2 separate regions of the Mus musculus genome follow, and region 2 is linked to region 1. The links are chromatin contacts, called in public HiChIP or PLAC-seq maps. All regions are on one chromosome and are shown on one strand. The core of a region is the stretch at or near the end of the contact, and the rest is flanking DNA. Distances in the headings are between cores, read along the strand shown.

Region 1 (7,643 bases), core at 4,849-7,348:
CGTGTGTGTGCATTTCTACACGAGTAGATGCATTTGTGAACAGGTGTGTCCATATATACGGAGACCAACCTCAGATGTTGCACCTCAGGCACAGTGCACCTACTCTTCAGGCAAGGCCTCTCACTGGCCTACAGGTCATCAAGCCGGTTATGCTGACTGGCCAGTGAGTCCCAGAGACCCACCCATTTGTGTCTCCCCAGCACTGGGATTACATGCCTGTGCCACCATGTCTGACTTTTATCCATGTATTCTGAGGCTGGCTGTAGGTCTGATGCTTGGGAGACAAGTACTCTGTTAACTAAACGCTCTCTCCAGCCCGTGCACCAACTGCTCTCGGGTGAAGAACTACTTCTTTTCCTAAAACTTTTTCTTTATCTCATATTCCAAAACATCACTGAAAACGAAAGGGAACCCAGTCTCCATTTAATGAGAATGGAAGGGAATCCAATGTCCATTTAGCATGGATTTTTATGCCTGTGAGGAGATCTCTTCTACAAATGCTTATAACTATGAATAGAGTCAGCTCTTTCAAGCTGTTATTCATTATTCCCAGTTTACTTATATTCTTCCAGGATGACAATGTCTGACCTACAGTCTCCAAATATGTTGACTAGTTTTTCTAGTCTTGAATATTAGTAAATTCGCTAGAGAAATAAACAAACTTGCCAAGGAAGCAATTTTTTGTCTTCTTTTGCTATTTTTCTTTGAGACAGTCTTACTGTGTATATTACTGACTTCAAAGATTTTCCCCCTTTCTTTTGCTTTTTTAAATTTAACTTTTTTTTTTTGAGACAAGGTCTCACTATGTATCCCTGACTGTCCTGGAAAATACTATGTAGACCAGACTGGCCTCAATATCAGAAATACACCTGCCTCTGCCTCTCAGTTGCTGGCAATAAAGCTGTATCGCCACATCCAGTAATTAATTTTGAGAGGGAATGTTAAATTTCTAGAGCACAAAGGGGAAAAAAAATTGAGATCTGAGCTGGAGAGATGTTTCAGCGGTTAAGAGTGCTACTGTATGCCAGGGCTTGGCAAACACAGAAGTGGATGCTCACAGTCAGCTATTGGATGGAACACAGGGCCCCCAATGGAGGAGCTAGAGAAAGCACCCAAGGAACTAAAGGGTTCTGCAACCCTATAGGTGGAACAACAATATGAACTAACCAGTAACCACGGAGCTTGTGTCTCTAGCTGCATATGAATCAGAAGATGGCCTAGTCGGCCATCATTGGAAAGAGAGGCCCATTGGTCTTGCAAACTTTATATGCCTCAGTACAGGGGAACGCCAGGGCCAAGAAGTAGGAGTGGGGGGGGGGGGGGGCGCTGGGGGACTTTTGGGATAGCATTTGAAAAGTAAATGAAGAAAATACCTAATTAATTAAATAAAAAATTAAAAAATTAAAAAAAAAAAAGAGTGCATCTGTTCTTGTCACAGAGCTAAGTTTGCTTTACAACGCCCTTATCAGACAGCTTGCAACCTCCTGTAACTTCAGTGCCAGGGACTCAGTGCCTCTGGCCTCCATTGGCACCTGCACTTGCATGTACACACCCATGCTTAGATACACAAGTAAAAGTAAAAATCTAAAACTATACTCTAAAAGATTTCAGAACGAAAAGAGGAAAGGAAGGAAGGCAAGGTGGGAAGAAGGAAGGAAGGAAGGAAGGAAGGAAGGAAGGAAGGAAGGAAGGAAGGAAGGAAGGAAGGAAGGAAGGGACAATAGACTTGCAATTGGTCCTTCTGCCCTCTGAGACCCAAACCAAAGAGCCTTTAAAATTGGGACCCAAGACCAAATGTTTTCCTGGGCACTGACTCATTACTCATCAGTCGCATCAGTGATTAAATATTTAAGTGCCAAGGAGTCTGTGATTAAATATTAATTCTCAGCCAGTCTGCTATGAAATATTTAAGGACTGGTAAGTCTGAAGCATGTGGCTTTCAGCCCAGGGAAAAAAAAGAGCCCATCAAATGCCGGATACTGGATGATGGAGCAGATGCAGAAGGATGGGTTGGTGAGGAAGGAAGTGGGCCAGGCTGAAGCTCACCCAGATGCTCTGGCTATTCAACACTACATCTGTGGACAGTCACTTGGGGTTTCTTGGCGTAAGTAATCACTAACCTGAGATGAGGAATGAAGATATGGAATTATTAGCATTTTAAAGATGGAAAGACTGAGGCTCAGAAAAATGGAGGGAATCCACTCAGGTTTCATATCCAGCAAAAGTGGGCACTGAGATTTGGGGGGACTGGAGAGATGGCTCAGTTGATAAAGTGGACTTGAGTTTGGATACTTAATATCTGTGTGTGTCTGTGTCTGTGTCTGTGTCTGTGTCTGTGTCTGTGTCTGTATCTGTGTGTGTGTGTCTGTGTCTGTGTCTGTATCTGTGTGTGTGTGTCTGTGTCTGTGTCTGTGTCTGTATCTGTGTGTCTGTGTCTGTGTGTCTGTGTCTGTCTGTCTGTCTCTGTGTGTCTGTCTCTCTGTGTGTATATTCAGTATATTCAGGTGTAGGATCATGTGCTTCCCTGCACTAGGCAAATGGAGGCAGAAGGAACTCTGCAGCTTGCTGGTCAGCCAATAAAGCCAACAGGTGAGCTTCAACTTCAATGAGGTACTCTGACTCAAAAACTGAGCTAAAGAAATGATTGAGGATAACATTTGAAGTTGACCTTCAGCCACCAGATGCACATGAGCCTACACACACACAAGACAGACAGACAGACACAGAGACAGAGACAAACAGACTTATCTTTGTTAACAAATTGTTTTCTTTTCAGCATCAGGAATGCCATGGGCAAAGTATATTTGTCTAGCGCTTGTATCTGCAAGAAATCATGTACTCTAGAGTTTTAAATGTTGGACATTTAATATAGGCAATTAGTCATAATGCATAAGCTAAAAGAACTGGAAAAGAAAGAGTGAGTGGGCATTTGTGGACTAGAGTGAGCGGGTGTCTGTGCACTGTACGGACAGAAAGGGCAGTGTCTAGAGCTCAGAATGCTTGCTGCTGAATCCTTCCGGATGATGTCTCAGTTGGCTCTCCATACAGATAAAAGATAAAATCTTCTCAACCAGAAGTAAGGCTGCTGAAAAATATGGCCATTCTCCCAGTGGCCACATTATTCCTTCTGCTACCACAGCATCCACAGGCACTTGATGACCATGCTGTCTCCTGTTTGAGCAAAGCAGGATCCTCCGCTCCCTTTCCTATTTGGGAGGTCTCCTAATGATGACATCTATTGGCAGAGAAGCATATCCCTGATGCCAGAAGACCTAAGAAATGTAAATTGTAGAGAATTAACTCCAGGCAAATTTTTTTAAAAGATGGGGGTGGTATAGTGTTTTGAGATATCTGAGGAGAAGGGCTCCTGCCTCATTCTTTTCTCCCTTGTCTACTGTGATGTGAACAGCCTCCTGCCCACACTTCTGCCACACGGACTGATCTACAGGACATCATGGACTGAACCTGTCAAACTATGAGCTCATGGTTAGCAAAGCTCAGCCTCCTTCTCTCGTTCTCTTCTTTTTGCCATAAGACAAGTCCTTCATAATTTCAAAACCTTTTCTGCAACCTGATATTAAAATATGAGTGGAAGTTACTACATATGTCTTAGTCAATCCGCAAACAAACAGACAAACAAAAACATTCAATTGATGGCTGGAACTCTGGAAGCTTCAATTTTGTTTGTAGCTCTCAAATTATTCCGAATAGTTCAGGCTTTGAGAATTGCAAAGGGAAGCTTGGAAAGACAGTGGCTTAGGTGGCATCGTGGGAAACTTGAACTTAACAGAGATCACAAAGACCGTTTAGCCCGTCCACTGGGACTTGTCTAAGGTGGCTCAGGCTGGACCACCACAAGCCTTTCTAATCACGCAGGAGAACTTGTCCAAGATGGCTCCAGCTGGACCACCACAGGGCCCTCTGATCACACAGGCCTCCCCAGCTTCTCCCCAGGCTCCATGCCCGGCAAGCTGATCTTTCAAAAGCAATGCAGCACTGCTGTTCATTTTCCCTCATATATTCCTTTCATCTCTCTAGTGGAGAAAAATGTAAAGAGAATAATTCATCTCACATATTTTGGAGTTTATACAGCATTTTTTAAATATCCATTTTCTCCATTGATCCCTGAAAGAACCCCTTTGACTGGAAAGGCAAGGCAGTTATTGCGGCTCTGAATGTGGAAGGCATACCAAAGTTGAACTTGCTCAAGAGCACACAGTGGGGTATGTGCCCTTTAGGAAATTACCAGAATGTTTTTGCTGACTCATCGATCAATAGAGACGGGAATGGTCTGGATCTGGTGTCCCCACGGGCTTGTGATTTGAATACTTGTCCTCTAGGTGATCACACTCCTTTGACATGCTGTGGAACCTGTTGAAGGTAGGCCTAGCTGGTATGGCAAGTTCCTGGCTGAGGGGCTGTGTCTGTGGGGGTTATAGACTGGCCCCTGGTTCCTGCCTGTTCTGTGCATCTCACTCTTCTGCGATGTGGACAGCCTCTTCCTGCTGCCAGGAACTGAGCTACTCTGCCATGCATCCCTCGCCATGATGAACTGAAACCATGAGTTGAAATAAATTTCCCTTACATTGCTCCTGTCCAGTATTATGATCATGGTGATATCAAAGTACCTATTATGGAGTTCTATTCATCGTTCATTAAAAGTCAGGGCTGAGGAAGTATATCGTTGAGATTCAACAAGAAGCCAATTCAGGCAAGAGACAAGTGGGAGTGGGTAGGAAGATAGAACCCGAGTGGAATGCATTACTTTCTTAGCATATGAAGTAGGAAGCAGCTCTCAAGAATCCACAGAAGCCTCCCCACCCATTTTGAGGTCTCACAGAACAAGGATTCTAATTAGGCTGCTTCTAAAATTGGGCTGCTGCTCTTAGAATCCATCTCTTGTCCATCATCCCTGCAATTGGGAACTGACACGATTTTGGAGGCTCAAGGCCAGTGAGAGTGCTCAGTGGTCAATCCTTTCTCCAGGTTTCTGATTCTCCAGTCTTTTTTTTTTTTTCTTTCCATTTTTTATTAGGTATTTAGCTCATTTACATTTCCAATGCTATACCAAAAGTCCCCCATACCCACCCACCCCCACTCCCCTACCCGCCCACTCCCCCTTTTTGGCCCTGGCGTTCCCCTGTTCTGGGGCATATAAAGTTTGTGTGTCCAATGGGCCTCTCTTTCCAGTGATGGCCGACTAGGCCATCTTTTGATACATATGCAGCTAGAGTCAAGAGCTCCGGGGTACTGGTTAGTTCATAATGTTGATCCATCTATAGGGTTGCAGATCCCTTCAGCTCCTTGGGTACTTTCTCTAGCTCCTCCATTGGGAGCCCTGTAATCCATCCATTAGCTGACTGTGGGCATCCACTTCTGTGTTTGCTAGGCCCCAGCATAGTCTCACAAGAGACAGCTACATCTGGGTCCTTTCGATAAAATCTTGCTAGTGTATGCAATGGTGTCAGCGTTTGGATGCTGATTATGGGGTGGATCCCTGGGTAAGGCAGTCTCTACATGGTCCATCCTTTCATCTCAGTCTTTACCTGGTCACCTCCTTCTGTCACTCCACTCCCACAGGAACCTGACCTTCGATTACCCTTAAGACATGTGGGTTCCTGCTCTCCCTTTTACACTCCCTGTCCATCCCCCAGATCAAAATAGAGAGTGCCTGTTCCCCATCCCAGATCCAGGGTGACATTCCAGACCAGCTAGCACCAGGTCATTTCTCTTTCCCCTGACTGGGACTTGCTTTGTGCTGACTCCACTACAGGGCTTGTTTGGAGACAAGGGGGAAGATGCGCAGTCTATTACCCTTATAAACCAGCTCCTTTCTTCCTCTCCCTGCCATTTAAAAGGGCCTTTCTATTCGACTGAACAAGAAAAGGAGCTCTAAGAGGGGAATTAACATCGCCCCCATTATATTGTCCAATTAACGCTTGTCCCGTCAAAGACTGAGTAGGAAGCCCAGAGCCTCCGTCAATGAGAACTTTTAATCCCTCAGGTAAATGCAAAGTCGCATTGAACACGATCAAAGGGCAGATCTCAATGTAGTCGCTCCCCCTCCCCCTCCCCCATCATGTATGGGACTGTATGTGACTGCTGAGGTCTGGTTTGAATTAGTTTCAACCTTCCTTTGTGGCCTGTTGGGTGAAAGTGTGGGGGGATGCTTAGAGAGACATTTGAACCCTCACACCAAGGCTCTCGGATCCCTTCTACACAAAGACATCAACACAGACAGGCTGAAATAATGTCGACCCCACCATCTTCTTTTCTAAAACTCTATTTCCTCCCTGCAGGTACTAGGCCAGGCACCATTATTAACAAAGTAAATTATGCAAATAACTAATCCCTTTGAGGGATGGAATTTGGGGGGTCAGTTTCCTCATTCTATAGAATGCTGGTGTTCATTGAGATCTGACCCATGAGAAAGTGAGGGACACAAAATAGGGACTTAAGCTGGAGGGCAGGGACTCTACAACCATTTTTTCTAGTCCCTCCTGCTGAGCCTAACACCTCCTTTCACATAGTAGGTGCCTAAAACTTACTTGCAAATGACAGTGTCCGAAGTGTGATTTCTCTAGGGATTTGTTTAAGACTCAGACCACTTAAAAGTTTCAAATTTGGTTAGTAAGATTTAAAAAAAAAAAAAAAGTAATAGAGGCAAAAAGTAGGAGTGGCATTATAAATTGAAGTTCAGGGTGGGTTAATTTAGAAAAAAAATTCATGCTGGAGGTTCCTGCCCACTTACTATGGGTGATATGAAAGACTGAAGAGGAGCTTCCTGGCTGCCATGGGGAAAATATGACCAATAGCACAACCTGTGGTGTGTAGAGAATGGCTATTAGTACTTACACTTAAAACCAATAATACAATATTGACACATTTAATGGCTATGACAACACTAAGAAGCATCTATTAAACAGTGGGGTGCCACTCTTCATCCTGGGTACTCTGGCTGCTAAATAGCTTGACAGAATTATGCAGAATGAGTACCAAGTAAGATTCCAAGCCCCTGGGATGAGCCTCAATCAAGGTCTATAGAGCAGGCTCTTCTGTAGTGGAAGATATCATGGGCCTTCTGGAGGCTGATGCCATCAATGGATGTCAGGGGATTGGTTTACAGCTCAGTTGCTGTGGGAACCTCTATATGCCCATACCACATCTACAGTCTAAATACAATGGACCTGGGAAGCTTTGCCTCAGACCCACTGTGCCCAAGAGAACAGATGGCTCAATGAACCAATCACCATCCTCCAAGGCCATCAAGACATATAGCATTAATGTCAGGCAGCTGCAGAGAACACAGGACCTTGAGTCATCCAATCTGTGTGTACTCTAAACCCCTAGCTGGCACTGCCATCAGTCACACTGTGATCTTGCTTCTCATTTCTTGGGGCTTTGACATCTATTCCTTTACCTGGAATGTCCCTTCCCCATCAAAGTCACTCACACACTGTATCAGACTTGGTTTAGAGGGCACATGTGTAGAGAAACTGCCCTGCTTACAACATGCATGTGTTCCTTACTCCCAGTGCCACCCATTATATTTATATATAATATACACACATTTTAATAAGGGTCTCACTATATAACTTTGGATAGCCTGGAACTCATAGAGATTTAAGTACTGCCTCTGCCTC
Region 2 (7,598 bases), core at 4,774-7,273, 190 kb after region 1:
TACTGTTGCGCAGGGCCTCTGCCTTGTTCCTAGACTTGAACTCCAGTTGCAGGGGATGTGACATTGTGGGCACACTCACACCCAAAACAAAATATTTGAAAGAGCTTTAACACCCATTGATTGCCTATTGAAAGTAGTTGGTTCTAATCTGTGGAATTCACAAACCCATTTATCCCTCTACAAGTACCCTCCCTAACCAGGATTCCACAATGTTAAAAGTCCGGGTAAGGAATGGACTGTGTGCAGAGACTGCAGCCAAGCTAGGAAGGAAAACATCGCCTTGCATCATTTAATTGCTATTTATTTTCATAAACATGAGGTATTTCAAAGTGCTCTAAGGTGCAGCACTAAATATATACATTTTGAAGAAATTAAACACAGAACTTTGCCATTTTACCCAGTTCTATGCACCAAACATGAACAAATACAGTAAACAAGGAAGAAACAGGCTAGGAAAAAAAGGAATATATATATATAGTAAAATTTCTTTACAAAAGTTTCTTAGTTCAAAAAGTGATAAAGTAATATCTACTCAAAACTTCCACAACTCATTTTCATACGAAAATATAAGTATCAAATTTAGTTATGTATCAGCGTCATACTAAAGTATACAGGCCGTGTAGGAATTAGTACAGTACATAACAGATTAACAATATATTTGTATACAAAACATGCCCCTCAAACATTGAGGTATTCTTACAGTACTTAGGTGTGAACTTCCAGTCTAATACTGGCCGCAAGAGCCACCTCTCATTACCCAGGACGTATACAAAAGGCGGGTGTATCAATGGTATTTACACAAGTGTTCCCAGGGGCATCAAATGGCAACCCCCCCTTCTGTGGCATTTGCTGGAACTTAAGCACCATTGTAAAAAGAAGGAATGACTCTGTTTGGAATCTTGGACCGGAACAAGGTGACTTCACAGCCTCCTGAAGCTCCTTAGTGTCCCGAACTTCCACGGCTGTCACCAGGTGATATGGAGGAGGAAAACAAGCCACCCAGCATCCCATAAGTCAGTTTTTTTTCCAAGGTCATGGCAGAACCCCGTGTCCTGCCCCCTACCCAGATCCAGACTCGACAGGGGACCAATTTGAAAGTAAACCAACATTCTTAATGTCAACACAATGTTTGTTTAAAAAAAAAAAAAAATCAAAATGTGCAAAGTGGCAGTGACTGTCCGTGTGGGAAACGTTTAGCAAGTCCGAGCGTGTTCGATCTTCTTTAGCAACTGCTGCTGCCTCGCCTGCAGTTTCTCCTTTTCCAGCAGGAGCTGGTGCTCGTTGGCCTGTAGGGCGTGCACGTACTCGGTGGCCTTTTTCAAGATGACCACCTTGGCGGCCTTCTCGTTCTTCACCAGCTCAGGCACATGGTCCCTGAGCGTCAGGAAGCTGGAGCGCAGGTCGTTCCGGCGTTGACGCTCCAGGATGTTGTGGTTGCGGCGGCGCTCGCTGTCCTCCGAGTCTGAGTTTCGGGGGCTCAGGCTCTTCGCTTTTGCTGGAACAACACTTTTGAGGGGGCGTGGAGAAGCCTCGCTCTTGATCTTTTTCTGCGGGGGCGCGTCCTCGCTCTCCACGTAGGGTGAGGGTGCAGCATAGTTGTGCTGCTGATGGATGGGAACACAGCGCTTGAGGATCAGCTCGCCAGGCTGTGCTCGCCCCAGGCCCAGAGCGGAGGTCTTGGGACGCACAGTGATCGTGAAAGTGGTTACCGCCTTGTTGTTAGAGGAGGAACGTCTCTTCTCTACGGTGACCACATCGATTTCCTCCTCTTCATCTTCCTCCTCGTCATCCTCATCATCTGAGGGGAAAAATAGTTTCTGGTTAATTGTGCGATTAACATACACTTGTTATTTAAGTCAGCTAGGTTTGCTGATCACAACGCGGACAAGAGGTACGCCCCACCCCTTTCCTTCCCTGGGTGGTGTGGGGCCAGCAGGGCACTTGTCTGATGTGGAAGGGCCCAGGATTCAACCCCTGGTGACAAACTTGAGGATGTGGCAGAAACTCGAGGAACCCAACTGGAGTCAGAACGAGCCGTTGTCGGCATGATCCTGGAAAAACTCTTCAGTGTCCTCAGCTATTCAATGGGGGTAATAACCACAGTGTTTGAGTTTGGCAGACACTATGTAGACTTGGCGACAGATGCTCGGTAATAGGGGCTTTTAGCATAATCACCAGCCAGTCTGCCCCATGGATTTACTTATACACACTTCCACAGCCGCCCTTCAGACCGGAGGCTCCTCCTTTGGTAAAACCCATGGCTGGGTTTGATTCTGCCATCCTTAAAACTCTAGGACAATCTCATTCACTACGACAACAACCTTTCCTGGTGCGAACATGCGTTGTACGGAGTAAGCAGTTTTTCATCTAGGCAGAGATCAGATCTCAATTATAAAGCTCTAATCCACAGTAGCTCAGAGTCCCAAAGGGGGCGGTGCACGAGAAAAAAAAAAAAAAAAGCCTGTATCGTCCTATGTGTATTCATTCTGACTTCGTTTACTGCCAGGCTAGGAGAGAAAATTATGGCTTAAAAGAAGAAAATAAAAGCAAGCACGAAAACCAAAACACATCGTCTGCTTAATCTAGGGAGGACCGGAAAGCGGAACAATTGTGAGGTTTCTTCTTCTAAGGCTGAAATGTTAGGCTGCTCCAGCCGGTAGGTCCCTTTAAGCCAGTGTTTTGGTTTTCAGCCAAGAAGACAGCTGTTGGAAGGAACTGCTTCCTAACAGAAAGCTGTCAAGGCACAGACATTAAAGGGACAGAGCCCTTTCAAAGTGCAGGCTTATCACCAAGTTTCCTCCCAGGAGCCTTAGAGCGATCCCTCCACAGCCCAGGAGGAAATTTAGACTTTTTATTCTTTGGCATTTTGAAAACACTGGCTTCCAAGGTCTAATAGGGGGGCTGGACCTACAGCTCGAAGGACAAGGGCAGACTGGATTTGGGTAAAGTGTGGTAGGTACTTTCACAGCCCCATGGAAAAAAAAAGCTTTCTTCTTCTTTTTAACCCTTTCTTTCCGAGGACAGCGCAGATAAAGGCTTACAATAGAACCAATGAATCCTAAGGGTGCGTGCATTCCTTAGGAGCGGCAGTGGTAGGGACCCGCCCTCAACCTTCAAGGGCAATGGGTTATGGAACACAACTCAGCTCAATTAGGTCAGAAATTCCAGCTAGGAAACACAACGGGACTAGTACTCAATCAAAACCGGAAAGAGGCTCTCTGAAAACGTACACAACCACTAATGCACTTGCTGCCAGCTGCTGAACTGGAGGGAGGGGGTGCCCCCATCACCCCCAGTCTTTTTGATCCTGCCTGTCTTGCGTCAGACACAACGCCGCCTGCTGGCCACGCACCAAACGCAAACAGCCCACCACCCACGGAGGGCTCAGAGTCCTAGGGGAGGGGAGGGAGGAATTGCCAGGCATTCTCTTAACTTTTGCAAGTGGGATTGTGCAGCCCTCGTCTTGCAGGGAGTCTTTTCCCTTCCTTGACCTGGCTTAAAGGTTCCTTTCCAACGGACTAACAGATTTCTGTACAGGTAGTTTTTTGGACTCCACAGACTGACTGAGCTGGCCACCAACTTTTGCCACAGTGAGGGCATGCCTACCGCAAGGATTCGCGAAAAAGGGGATGGCAAATTTAAGAGAAGGTGTAGCTGGTGTTTCCAGCCTCTTCTGTCCCGGGAGGCTGGTGAACAGAAGAGAATCACCCGCACAAATCTATGATAACAAAGGGAACGCAGCACCCCCACCTTCCCAGTCCGTAAGGAGCTAGCAAGAACTCTACTCTAGGCTTTACCTGAGTCGCTCAAGGTATCCTCTCCGGAGGTGCTGAGGGCCTTGGCCTCCCCACTGCTGGCAGGACGGCCGCCTGCACGAGCAGGAGCAGCCACCGGGGCAGTAGCTGGAACAGACACACTAGTGACCGCAGCGCTGGTCGCCGGGGCGCTAGTGGGGGCAGCGGGCACCGACGCCGACTCTCGCTTGTTCACCGGGAAGGGGAAGACCACGGCGGGGTCCACACATTCGGCAGCCGGGTGGGAGAGGTCGGTAGGCAGGGTGGCCCCGGTGTGGCTAGCACTCGACGACCCACCAAGGGCACGGCCCCCGGGGCTGCTGGCACCCACTCCGGGAGCCGAGCAGGCTGAGCTGACGCCCGGGGGCCCGTGGCCGTGCTGTAGTTTTTCGTTCACTGCGCGCTCTAGCTTCTCGCGGGCAGAGAAGCCGCTCCACATGCAGTCCTGAAGGATGACCGGATTAGGAGTGAGGCCACCCAGGCCCCCGAGACCGAACGCATCCTCCTCGGCCGGGTTGCCCCACAGGTCGGCCTCCGGCAGCAGCATCTCCGTAGCCCAATTCGAAGGCTCCGGGCTGTGCTCTGGGAAGGCGCGGCTGGGCGACAACGGGGGCGTGGGCAGCAGCTCAAACTTCTTCCAGATGTCCTCCCCCGGTGGGGTCGAGTCGGGACCGCCGAAGTAGAAGTCATCTTCGTCCGGGTAGAAGCAGGGCTGCAGTGAGTCAAACTCGAGGTCTGGGTTCTTGCAGATCATCCCCGGCATGGTGGACGCGGTGCAGCTGGGCATGGGTTCGCCTCTCTTTTAATATCTCCGCTCTTTTTAATATGGGGGAGTGCTTCCTTCCCGTGGAGAGCAGCAGAGTCGCGCCAACCTCCAACTCTACAACCAATAGGCAAACCAAGAGAGAATGAGCCAAAGGGGTGGGTTGGTGGGGACAGGCAGTGGGAGCCCCCAATCTCTTCTGCAAGCTCCCCACAGCTCTGGAAGGTGGGAGAAAGTTGAGCGTCTCCCCTACTCCCTCCTTTTGTGTACAAGCTGTCTAAGACTGGGAGTGGGAGGGGGCTTGCAGATGCAGGGGGTGGTGTGGCTCTCTGCAACTTTGGAAACTGCCGTTTCATTCACACAAGGCACTGCCTGGGGGAGGGGGGCTGTTCAAGCTGCAGATCTCAGCTCTTACTAGCGCGACTACCCCACTTGCACTAGTTGCTTAAAGGAAGTCCTTGCTCTCTAGCCCAGCTACCAGGCATGGGATTGAAGTACCTTTCATTCCCCTTTTGCAGAAATGCGATCACGGGAGCGCAAACGCTAACGGGGTTCAGGAAACTTTATTAATTATTAAGGGCCTTTCTCCAGTCAGACCAACAACAGGCAATTACATACAACCCTCTCCACCTAGACCTAGAGCCTCAATCTTGGCAGATACCCTTGGTACTCATCGCTGCCTATACCTATACCCTTTCCATTCCCCTTCCTTCAGAGACCTCAACCTCTTCAACAGGCGGGGGGAAAGGCTGAACCCCATCCCTAGGAATGGTGCAGGGTCGCCGGCGAGAATCGCGTCTCCTAAGCCGGAGCAGCCGTGACCTACATTATCACTCAGGCACCTAGCTTCGCCTAACCCCTTTTCCTTCTTTCCCCGCGGCACCTTTTGGAGAACCCCAGCTTGGGGTGGGGACGCACCGGTTCCCAGTCACCTCACACTCAGACAAATCTTGTGGAGCCGGGCGAATTTCTTTTCGCTAAAGCTATTTCTCTGCCTGGGCCAGGGCTGTAAAAGGGATTAGGGCGGGTCTCTTCCAGCCAGGGTGCCTTCGGGTGCTGAATAGGCTTTTCAGGAAAAAAAAAAAAACAAAAAACCCAGATGGTTTTGTTTCGGAAGCAGACGCGGTGTGTTGCCCCCTTACCCCCTCCCCCAGAAAAGCCCGGCATATTTGGGTGCAGGGTGCGGAGCCGCGTCCAGGGGCTTGCCTAGCCGCAGCGCTCCGCCGTTCCCCGGGCGCTCGAAGCTTCGCAAGTACCGCTTCTTACCTCCCGCAGACTGCCGGGGATCCGGAGGCGACTCGGGGCTGGGGTCTCCGGGTGGGCTGAGGGAGCGGCGGCGGGAGGGGGTTGTCCTCCGGCGGCTGCAGTGTGTGCGCGCTTACGCCTGGCTAGCGCTCGTTCGGCTCCAACCCAGTTCCCAGGAGCCCCCCGCATCCACCCAGCGCGTCCAGACAGATGACTGTCACTGGCTGCGCTTTGAAGCTCGGGGGATATTATTAACTGAAAAAATCTGACACACCCGGGGGGCGGGGAGAGAAGGGGGCTGTGGCGCAGACGAGGGGGAGGGAGAAAGGCAGAGGCAAGAGGCTTTTCCCCGCCCTCTTGATTTCCATAAAAATCAGGGGAGGCGCCAAAGCCTTTCGCGCCAAAAGCCATTTGCTTTTCTCTTTTTTTCCGACTCTCTCTCTCTCTCTCTCTCTCTCTCCCTTCCCTCCTCCCCTCTTCTCCTCTCCCCCTCCTCCCCTCCTCTCCTCTCCCCCTCCGTCCCTCCCTCTCTCCCCCTCCCCCCTCTCGTTTTTCAGACTGCAAGCAGCAAAGCTGGGAAACCCGAGGAGTGCTTCCCCCTCCCTTTTGGACCCCCTGGCTTGCACCCGCTGCACTCCGTGTTTTTTTTTTTTTAAAGGTCGCTGGGTGTGTTCTGGGAATGGGAAAAGAGGTTTCTAGCCCAGTCCCTGCGTGGACTGCGCGCGAGTGTATGTTTGTGTGAAAGATGAGCTCCAGGCTAAAGTGGAACAAGGCCTGGTCGAGGGGCTGTTCGTGTGTGATCTCGAAGGAAGGCGACACAGGAGTGCAAAATGGGAGGCCGAGGACGCGCCCACGTAGAAACAGACCGCAGGAGGTTTCTAGTTTCAAATTGAAAGGAAGGGGCGCCCCCCTTGTTTGAAAATAAATAAGTGCGGGCTACGAGGGTGGCGCCTTACCGCTTTCTTCGGCCGAAGGCGACACCTCGCGGAGACCAAGCAGAAAGCGGAGCCGCACCGCCCAGCCTCGGAGCCCGAGTGGGGCCACCCCCGCGAGACAATTAGCGAATCCTTGCTACCGCGGAAGGGATTGTGAAACGCGTGGAGGGACGTCCCCTGAAGTCGCGCCCACCGTTCCCAACAAAAGCCTTTCCGAAGCCAGGGTTGAATTACGGACCGCTGCTTTCCTTGCCCAAATCACTGACTGCTCTGTATACCTCGAGTTCCTACGGATGGTGACATCAAGGAAAGCCATCATTAATTTGGCCTCTTTGTGTCCCATTTGCCTCACTTACGAGCTGGCGTGAACAGAGAGAGCGCGACATCTTATTTAGACTAGAGCAGGGTGCGTGTATTCTTTCCTCACAGCCGTGGGCACATTTCCCTCCCTCCCCATCCCACAGCGTCTCACTTCTGTCTAGGCAAGCATGCTAAAAGGTTTGTTTCCTAAATGTGGGGCTAAAAATAAATGCTCTTGCCCCACAAAACTTTCCAGGAGTAACCTGGGTCCCTGGGTGAAGCCCTTTTTCAACACACATTCTCAGTAGGGTGGGATTTATCCTTAAACCCTTAAGCTTGTTTGTGGGGAAGCGTCTCCATTTCCCTCTAAATTGAAAATGACACCCCTCATTCACCTCCAGCGAGGAAGAAGAGAATGCCTAGAGAGTCAAGGTCAAAATGTGTATTAGCATGTGTGAAAGTCTTCCCATCTGTCCCCGAATGCCTACATAATTCTGGGGACTGCGGCAGGTTCTAGGAAGTAGCCGTGAATGAGGGTGAGCCACCCTTCCAAGGCCTTTC

Evidence for each region. HiChIP or PLAC-seq counts read pairs in DNA pulled down with a chosen protein or histone mark.
Region 2: an H3K4me3 HiChIP or PLAC-seq map of craniofacial prominence shows a contact between it and region 1, with 4 times the contacts expected there. The contact joins the promoter of Mycn here to the enhancer-like site in region 1. A contact is called at or near these places in 10 of 39 promoter capture datasets (the HPC-7 cell line, cranial neural crest, embryonic stem cells and 6 more), 1 of 15 datasets of contacts at CTCF or cohesin (large pre-B cells), 7 of 484 Hi-C or Micro-C datasets (the HPC-7 cell line, the N1E-115 cell line, Sertoli cells and 4 more), 18 of 115 datasets of contacts at active chromatin or transcription factors (the 230-238 cell line, craniofacial prominence, embryonic basal ganglia and 9 more) and 3 of 9 other capture datasets (adipose tissue, embryonic stem cells and liver).

What each region holds. Positions count from the first base shown.
Region 1 is chr12:12,747,968-12,755,610 of GRCm38.p6, forward strand. No RefSeq gene overlaps it. Among named protein-coding and RNA genes, the nearest start is that of Gm35104, 14 kb to the right of the region's middle. Within about 2 kb of position 6,099, at least 7 of the 459 cell types and tissues checked have an H3K27ac peak or open chromatin away from gene starts, as enhancers often do. A contact at or near this core is called in craniofacial prominence, where this site is marked.
Region 2 is chr12:12,935,813-12,943,410 of GRCm38.p6, forward strand. It overlaps Mycn (v-myc avian myelocytomatosis viral related oncogene, neuroblastoma derived), which reads right to left and starts at 6,024. Exons shown (of 3, transcript NM_008709.3): 1 at 5,824-6,024; 2 at 3,798-4,674; 3 at 281-1,798. The coding sequence starts at 4,581. The coding sequence ends at 1,194. RefSeq lists an enhancer at 6,795-6,823.